Linked DNA regions of Mus musculus: region 1 is linked to region 2. The links are chromatin contacts, called in public Hi-C maps. All regions are on one chromosome and are shown on one strand. Each heading gives the region's core, a stretch centred on a gene start, on an enhancer-like site or on the middle of the called end of the contact. The rest is flanking DNA. Distances are from core to core; before and after follow the strand shown. Region 1 overlaps 4930434J06Rik (RIKEN cDNA 4930434J06 gene). Region 2 holds the start of Gfra2 (glial cell line derived neurotrophic factor family receptor alpha 2).

Region 1 (6,165 bases), core at 1,271-3,770, 1.0 Mb after region 2:
GAATCAAAGCCAAGTCTTTACTTAAAGCTTCTTTAGTTTATAAGCTTCTAAATGGTATGAATTCCTCCCTATTAATCTTCTATCATGTATCACAATTTTTTCAGAATTACCAGAAATGTTGTAAGATATATTGCTCATGTGAATAAGATGGTGTGGGATGGTTGACGCAATTAGAAAAGATTTCCTATTCAAGGAGGCTGTTAGGAAATCCATTCCATCTCAGCAAAACAGCATTTATTCAAAGATGCCATTTTAGCACAGTTCTGTCCTGGGTTATGAGACATAACTTTATAGACCATTTTTATCTGGAAAATGGAAGAGAGATTGTTGGATTCTCTAGAGAAGTGGTTCTCAACCTTCCTATGGCTATGACCCTTGAATGCAGTTCCTCATGTTGTGATAACCCCCAAATATAAGAATAAAATCATTCCATTGCCACTTTATAACTTGTAATTTTGTTAGTTATGAATAAAAAGTAAGTATTTAATATACAAGATATTTCACATGCCACCTCCAAGGGGGTCAAGACCCACAAGTTGAGGACTGCTGCTCTAGAGCCCTTTATCTTCCTCTTCTATCTCCAAATAAACACAGTATCTGAACAATTTTGGGTGGAAAAAATAAAGAGAATGACTGTAGGGAAAGGACGATTATATTAAATAGCACCCCTTTACTGTAATAAAATACCTGAGCCCAATAGCTTATAAGAGAAACAGTTTATTTAGCCAATTGCTTTGATGTCTTCAAGTCATAATGAAGTGGCCTTGTTGCTTTGGGCCTCTGGTGGGGTGATAGGTGAGAATGAATGGAAATGCATATCAGAAGAACCCCTTGGATTAATGACCAGACAGCTGTTCATAACGAGAAAACAAGAATCAGGACCCGAAAACTCCTTCAAAGTCATGCAGAGCCTATGTCCAAAAGATCCACAGGACTCCCAGAAGCATGTTTTACCACCTGTACAGAGGTAGACATTTTAGAAGCTACTTCTCCTAACTGTGGGAGGAGTGTGTTTCTAAATGGTTCATTCTAGATATTCATTTATATTGAACTCTTCAATCAAATCCAAATGCCTGTGGCAAGGGATTGGAGCTTTATTAATGAATGTTAGATACATGGAGGCTACCAGAGAAATGAAAGAAAGAAACCATTTGCCTCTGGAAATGTGATCTTGTTTCCTAGGAAGGAAACACAGTTGTCCTGTCCAAAAGGGCCAGTTCTAAAATAGAGAGGGAAACAGCAGGACCTCTGTGGGTCAAACTCTAAGTAAGTATGCAATGAAGCTGCTTCATTCCTGCCCTCTCCTCTGCCCCCAGAAATTCCCTTTGTACTTCTCTCTGTCTTCCCAAAGATTAGTGATTCAGCCAACCTCCTGGTTATCAGGACATAGATCAAGGCTTAGAGTAGAACAGGTTGGGGGGGAAAGCTCACTTGGTACAGTGTTTTGCTGCATGGGCATGAAGACCTGGGTTTGGATCCCCAGCATCCCCCAAAATCTGAGCACTGTGGCATTCATGTGTAAGCTCTGTCCTGGGTAGGCAGAGAGAGATAAGTGGTACCCTGGGACATGTTGACCTGCCAGTCTAGCCAAATCAGCACTCCCCTGGTTCAGTGAGAGTGGGAAAGATGCTCGCAATTCAGCTCTCATTTCTATATGCATATTTGCATGTTTATGTACACAGATACACACACACACACACACACATACACACACACACTGGGATTAACTAGCATAGCAAGTACCATACAGGAGCTCTGTTTAAGTGCCATTTTTAATGTCAGCATTGACTAAGCATGAGCAGAATACTAAACATGGTACAAGTTGACACATCAGAACAATCAGAGCAGCTACAATCCATGCTGGAAAATTTACAACCCTGGTTGCTATGTTTTTAAACAGTGTCTGTTCACTGCAGACTATGTAAGATAAAGTTCCAAGACTCCTGACATTGTTCTGTCACTGTCTAGCTGAAGTGCATAGTTTGATTCTAACCTTGTGACTTACAAAGTAAAGTACCACTGTCTAAATGGTTGATCTTCACATTTATAAAACAAAATAAAATGCACCAAATTAACCAAAACCAAAACAACGACTCATGCTTTGACCATCACCCTCTGAATTTCTGTGACTCACTCCGGCCCTGCTGCTGGCACCCTCACTCAGCTTCTGGCTGGTTTCAACGTCTTCATCCAACTCTTGCCTCTCAGCCTGGTTCTGGCTTCCCAGTTACTAAGCACCAGTTTAGGGAGCCCTGGCTTCCCACGCGTCCTGCTGAAGGTTACAGTTTCTCCAGGAGCACACTCTATACCACTCTATTTCAAAACATCACTTTGTGTTATTTGTATTTCCTTATTTGATTCTCTTATCCACTAGACTGTGAGATCCTCAAGGACAGAGACTATGTTTTATTCATCTTTGTGTTTCTTGCAGTGCTTATCATGATGCTGAGCCAGATAGGCCTCAGTAAATGTGGGTTGAATGCCTGTCTGTCAGAAAAGTCCCCACATGCACGCAGTCAGCCTTGCAGCCAGCTCCTAACACTTTCCTTCTCTCTCAGCTCAGGCTCTGCCCTGAGACAGATAGGATAAGGTCTGCACAAAAGCAACAAAGTGTTTAAATCAATGACTCTCATAGAGGGGCCTGAGCAAAATCTTTGTTGACAAATTGAATGCCTAAAAGGAGATTTCACAGCCTATCCCTGTCTAGCACAGCAAATTCTGAAAAAAAAAAATGCGTTTTTCATAGTTGCCTCCCACTAGCACCTACATGTTATCCATGGGACTGAGCCAGCTGATCTTAAATGAGATCATCTCTGTCACAGACCACCTGTGTCACAAAATAACCAGAACCGTTAGCACTTTAGCTCTCCTGGTAAACTAGAGGGTGATTCAGTAGTAGGATCACAATGAACTGCATTCTGAGAACTAATTCATGACTATCATATATCTATAGCTGGCTATATATTGAGCATAAAGTACTAATGGGCTATGGTTGTGTTATGCCTCCAGACTTAACCTCCACTTCAACAGTAGTGGGAGATGAGGTAAACAGGTGTGTAGGTCATGAAGTCCCCCCCCCATAATTAGCTAATGATAAAGAGGCTTGAAGCTGTAGTTTGATTCTACTACCCATTCCCCGCTTTTCTCATCATTTTGCTTTCTACTATGACCAAAGAAAGTGAAACTATCACTAGATGTGGGTCCCTTGACTGGGAGCTTATCAGTATCCAGAAAAATACATTTATGCGTTGCACTTCTATACGTTATAATTATGCCCTTAAGTCATCCATCTCAGGAATCCTCTTATATCAGCATAAAATGAATAAAGAGAGGCTCCACGTCTCCCCAAAGACTCCCGCAACTTCTCTAAGCCCCACCTCTTATGTCTTTTCATCTCTTAGTAATTAAATGCCAGCAAGTCCCTGATCACTTCCTTAGATTTTTGCCATCATTTCTTCCACTTACCCTCTCCCCCTGGAGAAAAGAGTAAGGGACAAAATAAAAGCTTCTGTGGAGAAGCAGGAGAAACAAATGCCTTGCATACTTTATAAATCCTGTAGCTTGGACTTGATCAAAGCAAAGAGCTGTAGAGAGCTCTTAATAATTCTTGGGTGCTTATGGGATCTGGGCATGTATTGGAATTCCATACCATCTTGTTCCATTCCCTGAATGACTTCATGGGTTGGGTGACCATTTCTCTGTTTTGCATTTGTAAGTGGCAAACTGATCTATAGAGAGTTGAATCTATAGATTCAAGCATGTCCTACCACAATGTAGGATATGATCCTGCTTCTAGTTGCCAGCCATTCTTAATTGAGAGAGTTCTGTTGGTTGAAAGACTTATTTCTGAGACCGCATGCCTTTTCTGTCTTTGCTCCTCCAAGACTTTGAGATAAACATTTCCCAGTATTCTTTAAGTTCACTCCCTTAAGTTCTTTGCTTCAGAATATGCCTCTTCACCTCGGTTGTCTCTCCTCCTCCCAAGCTGTGTTTTGCTTTGGGCCATCACACAATGTGGGGAATATTTAATCCCAGCAAGTCTTGAAGGATGTACACCATTAATTTTAACCTGTTCAATTGTCCAATCTATTGCAAAATGTCCAATAGATGACTGAAGAGTCTTTAGTCACCCATTCTTGTTTGCAGTTTTGTGACTCAAGCAGTCAATGGATTATTTACTAATAGGACCGTTGGGTACCATGGACAGTTCCTTTGTTATTTGTTCTCCCTTTCTACTTTAGAAATGCTCTATCAAGATATACATCTTTTTTCCCCCTCAGAAAGACAAAAACACACATAAAAAGTCAGAATTTCAGGTGGGAGGGAAAGAGAGGGGACAAGACAGGAGGACAAATTCATGTTGGTAAGCTTTGCTTTTCCCTTGGTAGGAAAGCAGTAATCTGGCTTTCCCATTACATGAGCCTCTGATTTTCATCCATAAAGCTGTTCTATCCTATTCTTTTTGGAGTGGAAAAAAGACACTGCAAAGCCACACACCCTGCCAGCTTGGGATGCAGAAATGATAGGGGACCATCTCAGCAACTCAGCGGGAGGAGGGCATGTCAGTGGAATGCAATCAGGCAATGTCAAGTCCAGCAAGGAAAACTCGAGTTAACAACGCCCCTCTGCTTGTGAAAATTGTAGTGGCTGGAAAAGGAAAATGTATTTGAGAATACAGCCAGTAATAAAGTGCCTTCACTGGGAGGCAAGTTATGAGAAGAGAGATATCGTAAGCTAGATAATAACATTTGAGGTCCAAGGGTCTTTCTGACAGAGACAAGGAAACTCAAGGTTGGGGAACATCACCGAAGTGAGAGTGCTGTAATGAAAGCATACAGGGCATGGGTGGGCCTGAAATAGAAGCTGTCCATTCATGGACTTCATTTGGTGGGCTATGCAAATCTTATACCTTGATTCAGACTCAAACTTGAGTTCTATAAAATAATGAAAATAAAGTTTGCCTTGAAGGGCAGCTTGATGGTAAATTTAAATGATATCTGAGGAGCTCCTGTTAGTTATAATTGTTTCATAGATGAGCCCTTATTTTCTTTGTAGGCCTAATGTCATTTCTTTAAATAAAACCCTCCACAGACAGGATTGCAAAAAGGAGACAGGAAAATTAAAATAAAATAAAATAAAATAAAATAAAATAAAATAAATAAAATAAAATAAAATAAAATACCTGAAGTTTAAACCCAAATTTAAATTTTCAAATAGAAATCCTGTTTCAGGAACATGATAGAGAATCTCCTAATATCCAAGTGACAACTGGGCTGTGATTATTCTGACAATAGGAAGGTGAAAGCCTAATCTGGGACAAAAGGCCCTTTACCTTCAGAGTCCTCAAGTCTCCTTTAGGATTCATGACTGTCACACAATACTATTTCTGTGAAAACCTTTTACTCTGCAGTTCTTAGTCATGCTGTTTTAAGCATGGGCAGTGGCTGCCACTCTCAGATCAAGGAGGAGTGGGAGCATAGAGAATGGCAGAGTCTCTCTACCCTATGATGTTAGAGTAATTAAAGAATCTGAATCCATTGCTTGGGACCCAGCTTGGATGCTTACAAGCTAGGAGACTTCTCATCATTTGGCAGACTTCCCCATAGCTCCTCAGCAAATTTGGGAAGAGCTGCACTTCCCATTTTCCAAGAATCAAAATAGATCATATGTGTGTCAGAGCCGACAACTGGGTATGAAGGAGTCACAGAAGTAGTGCAGCCGAGAAAGGTCTATGGGAAGACAGCTGCTGTACTTTAACATGGCACTTGCCTCAATATCGGTTTTTGCAAGCTGCTCAGGAATTTCACATGACCTTAGTAACTCGTGCTTTGAACAGCTAGTGAAATACTCATCGAAGGGAATGAGCTAGAGAACAGGAATAAAATTCTTTTATTCTTTCTGAGTATCCTGTAGTGTGCCTGGGCATTGCTCATGTGTTGATAATGTATGCCTCACTTCTACAGTCTACTAGGCACTGTCAACAGTCGAATATCCTGTTTTATTACTCTACTTGGCTCACCAACCTCTGCCCTTGTCTCTTCACAGCCATAAGAAGCACAGATGTTGCTGGGTCCCAGGTTGGCTGGGTTCTCATGTGAGAGTGACTGACCAGACATTTGCCCTGTACTCAATTCCCCAGGCCATAAGCAGTCTGGAGCAGAAGGC
Region 2 (6,550 bases), core at 525-3,024:
ATCGTTGTCTCCCAATGGCCAGATGAAACGCCTGTTCTGTGCCTTCCCGCCTAAATCCACAAGATGGAAGTTGCTCCCTCTAGCTTTCCCACTAGCAGCTAAGGCTGCTGGTTTTGTGAGTGACCCCCTCTCTTCACACTAAACACACTACCACTTCCTTTATTCCACCGCCTTAATATTTAACAATGTATTTTAGAAGACACTCCCAAATAAGCTTGAGATGGTGACAGCTTTTTTTTTTTTTTTTTTTTTTTTTTTGGCAACGTGGAAAGTTGACGAAGCATCGCCTAAACCTGGCTCCGGGAGTCGCATGCAAGACATAGGAGTGCGAAATGCCAGGGCAGCCGAAGGTGTGTCAGAGAAAAGCGTGGAACTAGGGTGCCGGGTGTGCGTGGGCTGTATGATCCCGAGGGCGCTGAGACATGTGTACTGCCTGTCTGCCGCCCTGCCACCTCGGTCAGCAACCTCACTTCGCCTTCAACCCTTCTCCAGCCAGACGCTTCTTTTTTCGGGGCTTCTGGGCTTTTATTGTAAATTCTATGACTAAATTACGCCGGTGAGCTGGGGCCAAAGACAGATGGATAAATTGTCCCCCTTCCCGGCTTGGGGAGGAGTCTCCATCCGGAAGGGTCTCCACCCTCAGCTTCGGGAACCGGGAGTGGCCTTAGTTCCCCGACTAGCTCTAGGGAGTCCAGGAGATCTCTGTGTGCGGGGAGGGGGTGTGAAGCAGAGGCCTGAGTGTCCCTTGTTTTGGGGCTCCCCAGTAGGGTGGGGTGTCAACCCGGGCTGGATTTTTCCCGCGCAGTTCTGGCTGGTTCACTGGCCTTGGAGGAGGAAGTTGGGACCCCTAGACAATCTTCTCTCTGGTCCAGGGGAGGAGAGACCAACTGGGGAAGAGGTGTCTGGAATGGCTGCAGAGCTGGTGTGTGTGCCTGTGTGTTGGGGAGCGCGCGCGGGGTGGGGTGGCAAGCGAGTCACTAGTGTGCGGTAAAAGTTCTTGAGCTCTGCATGCAGAACACACGAATAGGAGCGCGGGGTTAGACCCAGGGAGATAGGGTTGGCCTACAAGGGCGTCTTTGGGTTCCCTAGTGCTTTTGGGAAGACTCTCAGAACGGCTCCCCACAAGGAATACATCAGCTTGCAGAGTGGTGCTCTCTTTTTCAGACCTGGACCACCACGCCTGGGTTTTTCTACTGCCCTGCCCCCATGCCTCTAGGATGGCTCCAGCACCCGGGCCTCAGTGTCTCCCTAACCTCGTTCAGGCTTCCGAAACCTCATGGCTCTGGGGGTCCAGTGCAGGGGCAGGAGCACTTGGAGAACGCAAGCCTTCACCTAGCCAGGATGAGACATTGCATGGAGAGGAGGGGGCGGGAGGCTTCGTTGGTTTGAGCGTGGACACTGGCCGGGGGATCTAGTCGGTTTTCCGGCCAAGGCAGCAGGCTGGTCCCAAGGGCGGGCAGTTGAGCCGAGGGAGCCAGCGGTGGAGCTCACCCCTAGGCCAGTGTTCCTGGGCGCCAGCGCCACTCCGGTGTAGCTTCCATCACCGCCGAGTCGCTACCACTGCTGCTGCAGAGTGTAGCTGCTCCGCCGCGCTCCCGCGCGCTGCGCCGCCAGCCGCCAGGGAGCCGGGGCGCTGAGCCCCGAGCAGAGGAGAGGGGCGAGGCGCGAGAGCCTAGGCGAGGAAGCCGCGAAGGGGGAGGGAGGGAGCAGGCGGGCGGAGGGAGGAGCAGGGAGAGAGGGAGTAGGGAGGGGAAGAGAGAGAGAGAGGGAGAGTGAGGGAGAGCGGAGATCGAGAGCAAAGAGCGAGAGCGAGGGAGAGGAGAGGAGAGGAGAGGAGAGGGAGAGAGGAAGGGAGGAAAGACACACGCAAGCACAGGCACACCGGCACTGGAATTCCATTAGAAAAAGTGAGCCGAAGCAAGGGATAGCGGGAGAAGATTTTTTTTTTTTTATTTTGAATCTTTTTCTTCGTCTTGGTGCCAAAGAAGCGACTCTGGTCTCCCGTCCTAGAAGCTCTACTGGATTGCTCCCATCCGTCGGTGGATTTCTTTCCTATTTGCATTTATTCTGACCCCCCTCCCTCGCTGCTTTCTTCCAGTCCTTCACTTTCAGATCGCCTCGCCCCCACCTCTCCAGTCCCCTCCTGGGAAGTGCAGGGGAATTGGACCCACGGGGACTCGCGCCTTCCCGGCCGCGAGAGCGAAGGGCTGGGCTGACCTCAGGACCAGGCTGTTGGCTTAGAAGGCAGCCAGACACATAGCTACGTGTGTTTGATTTCAGTGGCAAGGGGGGGACGTCGAGAGGCAGCCCACCGCCCGCCTCCCACCCCTCCCCCTCCAGCCAGCAGCGAGAATCCCTGGACTCGGGATCTTCAACCGGCGGCCGCCTGGCGGGATCTCCGCATTGGATTTGGGGGTCGTTATCATTGCTTGGCTGTTATTATTACCGTTGTTATTTTATTTTTATTTTTTAAACCTAAGGGAGAAAGACACATACACACAAAACTGTGGGATTTATTTAACATGATCTTGGCAAACGCCTTCTGCCTCTTCTTCTTTTTAGGTGAGTACCTGCAGGTGGCGAGTCTGGGGGTCACAAGGGGCTGCGCGCGTTCAGTCGCCCACTGGAAGCTGGGCATGCGGGGGTGGGCTTGGGGGCTGCAAGCAGGGCGCCGTGGGAGACACCGGGAGATCGCGCCAGGCTGGGAGCCCGGGCCTGGGGCTCCGGGGAGCCGAACTGCCTGGGAGGCTCTAGAGGAGGGAGCTGTGCAGCGGCTAGCTGGTTGCGCGGAGGACCGAGAAGGAGACTTCCAACATTCAAACCATCTCCGCACGCACTCCCGTGCCGCGCGCGCGCACACACCCCGACACACACTCTTACTTGCAGGCCGTGATAGCGCTCATTTCCCTCAAAATAATGGGTTCAATTTGCAACAACTTAGGAAGGAAAAAAATGCAACTGTTGGTGTGAATGAAAGGAAGGATGGGGAGAGGCTGGCGGGACGCTATCAAGCCTGCCCCTCCTTTCTGGAAGGCTCTCAGAGTCAGTGGGTTTCGGCAGGAGGTCTTGGTTTGGACGTTTGCGGGGAGTCCTTGTAGTCACCTCCTACTTGCCAATCAGTCTCAGGAACGCACCCTATCTCTCCACTCTCTGTAGCACTTTGCAAGTTTCTCCCTACCCACGGCCTCCCTTTCCAAGCCAGATGGGTAGGTGGAGCTCAGGCTTGCAAATGGGTGTTCAAGGCCTTCAAGAGCAACAACCCAGGGGCCTAGGGCATGTGACACGGGAAAGAGGAGGCCAAAGTTTGCTCCTTGGAAAGAAGATGGTGCGGGGGAATGCAGGAAAAGGGAGAAAACAGATCTTAACAAAGACCACTTACTGCTCACCCCATAAGCCCCCTCCCTCTGTGACAGGGAGGAGCGGCTGCCCAGTGGTTCTGAGCTCCAGCAGGCGCCTCCCCACCTCCCCTTATACTTTGTAAAATCTCAGCTGCTTGGGAAGCAAGGTCTAGGAATAGTTTACAGGTAAAGAAAAGATGCTTTCAAAGCTAAAGGCTATGTGTGGACCCAGGGTTCCCAGGCAAGGTTACTGGTAGGGAATTCTGGAAAATGTGTGTGTTTGTGTGTGTGTGTGTGTGTGTGTGTGTGTGTGTGACATCTGCTTTTAGTCCAGGTGCTGTTCTGCTTGTTGGTAGACCAGAATGAACTGGCTACCAAGCAGGGATCAAGAAATCACCTTTACCTTCAGCAGAAAAGGGCTCTGGATAGCCCAGACAGGGAGGTAGCCTTTGCTTATGGAAGATATGCATGGTCTAAGAAGTGCCCTCCAGATTGTAGGGGATTTGTAGTCAGGGTGAATAGATATTGGCTGTATCTTTGCTTGCTCACAGACTTTCTACCTCCCAGCTATGCATTCCCAGGGGACATAGCCCTGCCCTGGGGTGTGGCCTTCACCATACTTGCTTTCTCCACATGTCAGTAACCCTGTGGGTGGGAGGGACAGGGTAGGAGGGTAGAAGATGCTCTGGGCTCACTTTCATCCCTTTCCAGCAGCCTTGGGGGAAGTGAACTCTCATTCTGAATGAACTGTCACAAAATTTGACCTTATCTTCATTAATGGTCTGAAAACGTAGCTTTCTAGGGTCTTAGAATGATCAGAGCGAAGAAGAAAGCATTGCATTTCAGGTAAAAAGTGGCCAGATTGCCTGCTGTTGAGTTACACCCCTCCCTCATAAAGGATGCATGCTTCCAAGTATAGGGGCCCCCCTCTGAGGGGCAGTGGTATATGAGCACAATACCCTCCAGTATCAGACCCCATGTTGCACATTGGGTGATCCTAGCTGAGGAGTCAGTTCTCCTCAGATGTGGCAATGGGCGTCCTGCCCATAATGGGTGTGTACACGTATTTGCACGTATGTGTGTAGAGATTATGAGCCGAGAGCAGAGATGTCCGCCACTGCCTGCTCCCCAAGGGCTGAAATGGAAAGTGGAGGAGGAGGGGGTTGCCTGATGCCTCCTTGAGTTATGCCCCTTCAGTCCCCTATCCCTCAAAAAGTCCCTCTCCAAATCAGGGCAAAGGGTTCAAGGGAATGGCAGGCCAGGGGAGTCTGAAAAGCTCTGACAGGCTGGGATGAATGGTGTGAAGGAAACTTAAATCCAAAAGCCTTTTCCTGGCTAGATGACTATATAGTTGGGAACCACTTGGAAAGTCTGTTTAGTGTGGCGGTTCCTTAGCAGTTTGGGATTTCAGTCTCAAATCAGCAGTTTGGCTGGGGCCATGTCCCGCCCCCTTCAGATGCCTTTCTCAAAGGTTCTGAGTGAGACCTAATGTCAGAGGACTTACCTTATAGAGAAAGGGCTTTTAAACCCAACCATCCAGATTTCCAAGGTTGGCATAGGATGCCATGGAGAGAGGAAACAGAGTGGGCAGAGCACCAGGCCCCCCGTGGTATTCTAGCACATTCTGGCTGTTGAGGGGACTGTAGACACAGGAGGGCAATGTGGACCTCTGCCTTCCCCTCCCTGGCACTCCCTGGAACTGGTCCACACTGTCTATTCTTGATAATTCCAGGTTTTCTTCCTCCAGGCCACGAAGGTAGCCTTTTCTTCTGATTCTTGGCTAGCCTCTCCCGGTTACTGTGTTTCCCTTCTCTGCTTGGGCTTGGTTGATTCTGGGAGTTCTGAAGCCGAGTCCCAGAGATAGGGACAATGATCAAAAGGATGTCCTGGTCCTCTGCAGAAACTATTCTTGCCCTTCATGAACATCAGTTGACAGGATGAGGAAGCCCTTTGAGACTGGTGTGGGAGCCAGTAAAGGCTTGTGTTAAGGATATCAAGGGAGATTTTGGCTTCAGCTGCAGGGCAGGCCAAGACTGACTTTAAACTCGTGTAAGTTCTGAGCCCATAGAAGACCCAGCCAGAGTGCCAGCATGTCCCATTCTGTGTTCCGCTTGGGCAGTTAAACCTTTAGCTCAATCAGGTGGAAGGTGAAGTCCTATGGAACCCCGGGACAAAGTCAGAGAGAATGCAGAGCTGGCTGGCTGCCTGAGAGCAGCTGACAGGTGCGAGTTGGGGGCGTGGTAGTTCAGCTGTTCCTGGGTGGCCCAGAGGCACTAGAGTCCTGTAAAGGGATGCAGGAATCTGCTGAAGCCTTGAAAGAAAGCTGCTACCTCAGCTGTAGTGGAGGACACATCTCAGGCTAGTGCCTGGGCAGACCTTGCTTTCAGCAACTTCCACTTTGTATGGGGGTTTCTACGACTTGTCTTGTTTCAGTGTGGTTACATCCTTCCGCTCTTTCTGTTCTGGGCCAGGGTTTTGGTCAGCAAGAGAAGAAATTTTCCTTTGCTGTAATTGGAGCCTCCTCCATCGGGAGGCCAACTCCCTTTCATCTCCTTTGCTGTTTCCAACTGGGAATGATCCCCCTCACCCCCCCCCCCCGCCCCTCCCAGCTCTGGGGAGTGACAGGCTTGCTGTGTGCAGCTCTACCTGTAGGTGTCGCTGTCTCCCTGCAGTAGCTCCCCCATGAGCAGGGCCTCCTAGGGAGAAGGCCTGAGCGTGGCAGCTCTGAATGAGGATGGAGTAGGGGGATTCTGCAGTATTCTGAGGAAGGGATGACTGACCTAGAGTTTTATTCTCTTTTGGGTGGGAGGGAGTGGAGAAAGCCTCTCAAATTATTCTTTGGGTCCTGCAGAAGGCAGTCTTTGCTCTGGCAGAGAGATGTGGCTTTTTGAGGGGGCAGGGTCTGGAGTTAGGGCTTTAGGAAGGACAGGGAGACAGGAAGATGCCGCCTGTGTCTGGAGGAAACCATTTTGGAAGCTTGGCTTTGAAAGGGTCCGGCCAGCTTCTCTCTGCCCTTCATGTCCAGTCCTCAGGCCCCTCCCTTCTGGGGACACTGTGGGAGGCAGATAAGAGGGAGTGGGCTGAAGCCATACTCAGGCTGGAAGGCAGGGCCCAAAGGAGGAGAAGTCTTTTCTTTCTAGAGTTGATTTATTAATTTGCTTTAGGAAGGATATATAAAAAAGACAGGATTTCAGAATAGTGTATGAAGGAAA

Evidence for each region. Hi-C and Micro-C count contacts between places; a contact is called where the count stands out from the background.
Region 1: a contact with region 2 is called in a Hi-C map of cerebral cortex, with 2.8 times the contacts expected there. The contact joins the enhancer-like site here to the promoter of Gfra2 in region 2. A contact is called at or near these places in 8 of 39 promoter capture datasets (cranial neural crest, frontonasal cranial neural crest, hippocampal neurons and 3 more), 4 of 484 Hi-C or Micro-C datasets (cerebral cortex, cortical neurons and embryonic somatosensory cortex), 5 of 115 datasets of contacts at active chromatin or transcription factors (embryonic forebrain, embryonic hindbrain, embryonic midbrain and 2 more) and 1 of 9 other capture datasets (embryonic stem cells).

Annotation. Positions count from the first base shown.
Region 1 is chr14:71,889,366-71,895,530 of GRCm38.p6, forward strand. All of the region lies in intron 3 of 4930434J06Rik (RIKEN cDNA 4930434J06 gene), which reads left to right. Among named protein-coding and RNA genes, the nearest start is that of 4930434J06Rik, 36 kb to the left of the region's middle. Within about 2 kb of position 2,521, at least 2 of the 459 cell types and tissues checked have an H3K27ac peak or open chromatin away from gene starts, as enhancers often do. A contact at or near this core is called in cerebral cortex, where this site is marked.
Region 2 is chr14:70,888,333-70,894,882 of GRCm38.p6, forward strand. Gfra2 (glial cell line derived neurotrophic factor family receptor alpha 2) reads left to right here and starts at 1,775. Exons shown (of 9, transcript NM_008115.3): 1 at 1,775-2,562. The coding sequence starts at 2,523.